Regions from separate parts of the Oryctolagus cuniculus genome. Here region 2 is linked to region 1. A link is a contact called in public Hi-C data. All regions are on one chromosome and are shown on one strand. Each heading gives the region's core, a stretch centred on a gene start, on an enhancer-like site or on the middle of the called end of the contact. The rest is flanking DNA. Distances are from core to core; before and after follow the strand shown. Region 1 has its middle 17 kb from the start of C20H14orf132. Region 2 overlaps BDKRB1 (bradykinin receptor B1).

Region 1 (3,529 bases), core at 369-2,868:
CTTTGGGTGCTGGTCCAAGGAATCGTCCTGAAACAAATACAAGACCAGGACCTGAGTGCGTCTGCAGGCCGCTGCACTTCTGGAGGGAACCCCAGTCCTGGCCTACAGCAACAGGAAGCGGATCCCAGAGAAATGTGGCTTCCAAAGGAGCAGCCAGCAGAGGCGGGGACGGCGGAGGTGGCTGACCCAGGACTCTGTCCACTGCCAGGGGGCGTCTTTGCTGGCGTGCACGAGAGAAGTGATGTGAAGTGACAGTCTTGAGTTGTTCCCCTTCCCCCGAGGGGGTTTTCCCTGTAGCTTTGCTTTTCTTCCTCTGCCTGCTGTGGTACAGGAGATGCGTGAGGAGGGAGAGTTGATTCAGAATCCGTGCGGATGTGGCTGGACCCTGGAAGCTACATTAAGGTCTAATCAAGGGGAATGGAATTCACCTGAGCTGGGGACCCGCGCCGGCACACGGATGTGACTTGAGGTGGTCTCTGCTCTGAGATGGGGAAGACGGCGTTCACTGGTTCCAGGGCCCCCCGCTTGGTTACCAAACCCCATGGCCCACGGACGCGCGAGTCCCTTTTGTAGGATGGCGTAGTTTCCCATGGAACCTGCTCCCGTCTCCCGTGTACTTTGTCATCTCCAGATTATGTGTAATACCCAATACAGCACAAAATTAGTTGTTACACTATATTGTTTAGGAAATAATAACAAGAAAAATGAATATTTTCAGCTTTGACATAATTTTTAAGATGTTTTTTATTTGGAAGGCAGAGTCGCAGAAAGAGGGAGAGATCTGCTATCCTCTGGATCCCTCCCTAGAGGACTGCAACACCCGGGGCTGGGTCAGGCCGAAGCCAGGAGCCCAGAACTCCATCTGGGTCTCCCGCATGGGTGCAGGGGCCCAAGCACCTGGGCCATCTTCCACTGCTTTCCCAGGTGCATTAGCAGGGAGCCAGATCAGAAGTGGAACAACCAGGAGACAAACTGGTGCCCATATAGGATGCTGGTGCCATTGTAATTTTTAAAAAATATTTTAGATCTGCAGTTGGTTTAACTCTTTAATGTGTAACCCGCAGGCATGGAGGGCCACCCTTGCGTGAGTTTGTTGTGTGCATTAGGAGCAGGTGTCTCTGAGGGTGTGGGAAGACCGCGGTAGGTGGGACTGGGCACCGACAGGGCAGGATGGAGTTGACATCCGGGTCTCTGCCTGGCATCCGTCCTGGTGCTCCCTTCTCTGAGGGGTCTGCTCTTGCTTGGGGAACACAGGGGTTAGGCCAGGCTGACCGCTCCTCCACCTCCCAGCTTCTTAGCCTCAGGAAGCTATCTTCCCATGACCCAGACCCGGACACTCAGCCCTTACATCTGACAATCCAGAAAGAACAGATGCGTGCTGCCACAGGAGCCAACCAGTACTTCCTCTGGAAGCCCTGGGACCGAAGAGCACCCCTTTCCCTTGAGGCCCCGAAACTGGCCGCATCCTGACCCAACGAAGGGGGCGTCTGCGTGGAAGCTGCGCGATCTGAACTGCAAGACAGAGTGAGACAGGTTCACAGCAGCACCCTCTGGGCCCCTGACCTCTGGACGCCTGGAACGTCAGCCAAGTAAGCCAGGAAACTGACCTCCTGCTCTGCCGCTGGGGCTGAGTTGCTGCCGTTTGCTGCTGACCGCCTTGACTTCCAAGAACTGGGGCTGAGCCGGCGCCGCGGCTCACTAGGCTAATCCTCCGCCTTGCGGCGCCGGCACACGGGGTTCTAGTCCCGGTCGGGGTGCCGGATTCTGTCCCGGTTGCCCCTCTTCCAGGCCAGCTCTCTACTGTGGCCAGGGAGTGCAGTGGAGGATGGCCCAAGTGCTTGGGCCCTGCACCCCATGGGAGACCAGGAGAAGCACCTGGCTCCCGGCTCCTGCCATCGGATCAGCGCGGTGTGCCGGCCACAGCAGCCATTGGAGGGTGAACCAACGGCAAAGGAAGACCTTTCTCTCTGTCTCTCTCTCTCTCTCCCTGTCCACTCTGCCTGTAAATAAAAAAAATAAAAAATAAATAAAAAAGGACTGGGGCTGGCTCTTGAGGCCACAGCGGTTGGCATGTGGGAGCGCTGAGAACTGCCCTTGGTCTACTCAGCGTTCCCGGCTCTCATGTACCTGAAAATGGCTCGACAAACTCCCATCAGCCACTGCTAGCTCTGTAGCTGTGTGAGCCCAGCAGAGTGTAGACGTGTCAGTCACAGAGGTGTAGACGTGTCAGTCACAGAGGTGTGGACGTGTCAGTCACAGAGGTGTGGAAACCACCACTGTCGGACTAAATTCAGCTCTTGTTGGTTACTTGGGAAGTGTGTGGGGGTGAATATAATCATCACTGGCTTTTGTTGTGTAGCTTTATTTTGAGACCAGTGCAGACACTAAGATCTTGCGAGATACGGCGGAGAGCTCCCGCATACTACACACCCAAGCTCATCAGTTATTAACACGTTGCTGCGTTTCATTTATCATTCTTTTTATAGCACGTATTTGTATTGGTTTTTCTCTGAACCATTTGCCTAAGCTCTCCAACATCACACATTCTTACCCACAGTTATCATGTACATTTAAGAACAAGGACATTTATTTTACAGTATAATTATCAAAATCAGGTAACTTAATGTTGATATTCTGGAAAAAAATCATTCAAAGTTCACCAATAGTCCCATAACGTCCTTTAGGGTCATTTTGATTCTAATGCCAGGTCCAATTTGGGGATTTAGTGTTACATTTCATTTTATTTGCTTTTTAGTCTCCTTTAGTCTGGAACGGCTTCTTAGCTTAATTTTCTTGACATTGGTATTTTTATTTTGCAGACGGTCCCTTAGCTGGGTTCATCTGATGACCCGGCATGTTAGAGGCACGGTACACATTTTGGGTGTGTGCTTGTCAGGGTGCCACATCATCCCACTGTGGATGGGTCACTTGGCTATGGAGTTAGCTCCCAGGCTCCTGTACTGTAGAGCTGCCACTGCCCCCTTTGAATTCACAAGTAACGGCGAGGAGGTCCCCTGAACAGCGTGTCTTGTTCTCCACTGAACTTGCGCACTGTTGTAGCGTCCAGCGATGATCCTGGCCTGACTCGGGCAGCACTAGGACAGCCCCAGAAGGCAGCTGACCAGAGCCATCATCCTTTCCACCTCTACCAGTCAGGAGCTCTTTCCTTGTCTTGCACCTCCTGGAACAGGAGAACTGGGTCCTTTCTCCCTTGGAAGTTTGCTGGATTCCACCAACAGAGCTGTATTTAGTGTAGGGGCTTCTTTTACAAAAGGTTTTCTTTACCTTTTTTTAAGGACTTATTTATTCATTTGAAGTGGCCTCAGCTCTCTTGGGGTCACCTGGGAACTTAGAGCTCGCCCAGCATTTGTCAGCAGAGATTGGCTGAATCGCAGTGTAGCGAGCCCTGCCTCCAGCTACAACCATCAACTCAAGACCCCTTCCAGGTCATCTGTTCCTGCCCCACTTCCTCCCACCCTAGTGGGTTGTTTTGCAGCAAATCCTACACACATGAAGTTTCAGACACAAC
Region 2 (3,529 bases), core at 471-2,970, 190 kb before region 1:
CGAGACTCCTGGGGCTGCACTGTTGACAGAGTTCCCAGACCTTGGTCCTGAAGAGCCGGCCCACAAACACATAAATCACCGGGTTCAGGCAGCTGTTGACGAAAGCGGAGAAGTTGGACAGCTGCAGGCCCAGGTCGGTGAACTCCTCCCAGAAGCAGCCCCCGATGGCGTGCACCTGCCACAGGCACTCCAGGAACGCGAAGAAGTGGTAGGGGGCCCAGCAGACCAGGAAGGAAGCCACGAGAGTGAGGATGAGCGCCGTGCTCTTGCTGTCCCGGGGGCCCCCGCACCGCGAGGGGACGCGCTCCCCCCGCCTCCGCAGGGAGGCCAGGATGTGGCAGTTGAAGAACAGGATGGCGGCCAGCGGGAGGAGGAAGCCCAGCAGGTTCAACTCCACCATCCTCAGCCAGTGCCAGGCCTCGTGCGGGAGCAGCAGGATGCAGGCAGAGACGTTGAGCTCCGGGACGGCTCTGACGGAGCGCAGCACGAAAGTGGGGGTGCTCAGGAGGCCCCCCGCGAGCCAGATGAGCGCGCAGGTGGCCTGAGCCCGCCGCCGCCGCCGCCCCCTCCGGCTGGCCATGGGGTGCACCAGCACCCTGTAGCGGTCCTGGCTGATGGCCACCACCAGGAAGATGCTGATGAACAGGTTGGCCTTGATGACCCCGTTCACGATGCGGCAGAGGGCGGCCCCGAAGGGCCAGTCGAATTGGTTCCGCACATTCTCTGCCCAGAAGGGCAAGCCCAGGACAAACACCAGGTCAGAAGCGGCCAGGTTGGCCAGGTAGATTTCTGCCACACTCAGTCGCCGCCGGGCCAGGAGGAAGACGGACAGGACGAAAGAGTTTCCCAGGAGGCCGAGGGTGAAGATGGCAATGATGAACGTGGGCAGCAGCCTGTGCAGCAGGTCCCAGGCATCCGGGGCGCCGCTGCAGGACGTGGCATTAGGAGGGGCGAGCTGGCTCTGGTTGGAGGGCTGGAGCTCCAGGGGGCCCTGTGAGGCCATCCACAGTGACCTGAAAAGAGCAGCACATGGAATAACACGGGGCCCGGACCCAGCCTGCTGCCTGTAGTGAACAATAAAGCTTTATCAGCACAGGGGTGCCGTGCGTGCCCGCGTCGTGTTCGGCTGCCTGTGCGCTGTTGGTGTTCACTGAGCACCTCCTTTGAGTCAGGCGCTGGGCGTGGCATTTGGGACACAGACAAAAAGTCCCTGCCCAGCGTGTGCCAACGGCCCAGAGGGAGGAGAAGGTCAGCACCAGTGGGAGTGAGCAGGCTGGCGGGCCAGCGGCTGAGGGCTGGCCGTGGGCACGGCGCAAAGCCGTCAGACTCCAGGTGCAGCTGAACCGCCGCCATCATTTTCAGTTGGGTTTCGGCGTGAGAAGGGGGGACTTGGCTGGTGCCACTTTTGACCCCAGCACCTGGAGGTGTGACATTGTCACCGACTGAGAAGGGGCTGGCAGAGTGAAGATGGGGCCGGGACCTGGGGGAAGGGGAGCAGGTCAGTTTGGGGCTGGTTTGGGTTGAGATGTCCGCTGGACATCAAGGGCACGGTGAGATACATGAGTCTCGTGCTCAGGGACGAGTCTGAGACAAGGACACACATCCGGGAGTTTAGCCACATGGATGGAGCTGGAAGCCGCACGACTGGATGAAGTCACCGAGGGAAAGCACAGAGAAGCCAGTGAGGCGCTGGGCAGCCAGACCCACAGGAAACATGAGCCACGGTGGCCCGGTGCCCGCGAGACGCCCAAGGCACAGCATCTGGGCGAGGCTGGAGGCTCTGGCCACGGCGGCTTTGTTATTTATTGCAGGGCGTAGATCCACAACTGTCTGTTTATTTTCTTATTTTGCAATACTTTTAAATTTTGCAATAAATTCTGGCAGTGATGTGCTAAAACACAAACATTACTGCACATCTAAGTACTGAACTTCTCAAGGAAGCTGATGATGAACGCGCGATTTGCACAGAATGTGGACGTTGACATCACTGGGGGCTGTGGTGACTCGAAGCTGCTCCTTTAGTAGTGCTTCCTTTAAAGATGCGCTTATTTAAAAGGCAGACTTACAGAGAGCGAGCGAGCGAGAGAGAGAGAGAGAGAGAGAGAGAGAGATCTTCCACCCACGGTGGCCAGGGCTGGGTCCAGACGCAGCCAGGAGCCTCATCAGGGTCTCCCACATGAGGGCAGGGGTCCAAGTACTTCAGCCATCTTTCACTGCTTTCCAGGTGCATTAGCAGGGAGCTGGATCAGAAGTGGAGCAGCCGGGACACAAACTGGCACTCATACAGGATGCTGGCACCGCAGGTGATGGCTTAACCCATGGCACCACAACACAGGCCCCAGAAGTTACTAATTTTAAGAAGATGGTGCCCTAAGACACGGGCTTCACCCCGATAGTCACAGAAGCCGCGGGACACACAGCCGCTCTTCGGTTCCACCTGTTCGTGCACAGAGGCACAGCAATGGCTGCTTAGGCGCCGGCTCAGTAAGAACTTGACAGGCGAGACTGCACTATCAGCACCCTCACAGTCTTCCAAGAGAAAGAGCAGCGAATTCCAATCGCCACTCAGTCCTTCACCTGGAACCAGAGGGGGCTTCTGCAAGTTCATTCCAGCCAAGCGAGACTACAGGCCTTCTTTAAATTCAGCTTAAAGTTTTTACAAGTTACTGCATTTTTGTGGGGTAATGCAAGCACACATTGTGGCCTGGTAGCCGCAGTGTCCTCACTAAATGAAGAGATCAATAAAACAGAATGGTAATGGAATAGACTGTGGTGCCTGCATGATTTGTAATTGCATTAAGTTTTAGAATTCTGCCAGCGACGTAGATGGTTTATTTCACAGAATTTATAAAATTTTAGAGCAAAGGCACAAACTCACTCAACTACCAGCTTTGTGGTGAAGTTGATGATGATATTTAAAAAGATTTATTTACTTGAAAGTCAGAGTTACACAGAGAAGGAGAGGCAGAGAGAGAGAGAGAGAGAGAGAGAGAGAGAGAGAAAGTCCTCCATCCACAGGTTCACTCTCTAAATGGCCACAACGGCCGGAGCTGGGCTGATCTGACCTAAAGCCGGGATCCGGGAGCTTCTGCTGGATCTCTCACACAGGTGCAGGGGCCCAAGCACTTGGGCCATCTTCTACTGCTTTCCCAGGCCATAGCAGAGAGCTGGATCAGCCAGGTCTTGAACCGGCGCCCATTTGGGATGCCAGCACTACAGGTGACGGCTTTACCCTCTAGGCCACAGTGCCAGCCCCTTGTTTAAAGATTTTTTAAAAATTGTTTTCGACTAGAGCTACTTTATAACTCTGTTGATACAATATAACAAAATTTTTGTTGTATGTGTATCTGTCCATAAATCTTTCTATTCATTTACATAATTTTATAAATATATTGCACATCTGTATACTTATTTGAAAGAGCAGAGATACAAAGAGAGAGAGAGGGAGTGAGAGAGTGAGCGAGCGAGAGAGAGAGAGAGAGAGAGAGAGATCTCCCATCGCTCCCATCTGCTGGTTCACTTCCCAAAT

Evidence for each region. A called contact is a pair of places that touch in the nucleus more often than the background predicts.
Region 2: a Hi-C map of an unstated tissue shows a contact between it and region 1, with 4 times the contacts expected there. The contact joins two enhancer-like sites. A contact is called at or near these places in 3 of 6 Hi-C or Micro-C datasets (ear pinna, psoas muscle and an unstated tissue).

Annotation. Positions count from the first base shown.
Region 1 is chr20:40,467,925-40,471,453 of mOryCun1.1, reverse strand. No RefSeq gene overlaps it. Among named protein-coding and RNA genes, the nearest start is that of C20H14orf132, 17 kb to the left of the region's middle. Within about 2 kb of position 1,618, at least 1 of the 8 cell types and tissues checked has an H3K27ac peak or open chromatin away from gene starts, as enhancers often do.
Region 2 is chr20:40,659,367-40,662,895 of mOryCun1.1, reverse strand. BDKRB1 (bradykinin receptor B1) reads right to left here. Exons shown (of 2, transcript NM_001082347.1): 2 at 1-1,013. The coding sequence starts at 1,003. Among named protein-coding and RNA genes, the nearest start is that of BDKRB1, 4.4 kb to the right of the region's middle. Within about 2 kb of position 1,720, at least 2 of the 8 cell types and tissues checked have an H3K27ac peak or open chromatin away from gene starts, as enhancers often do.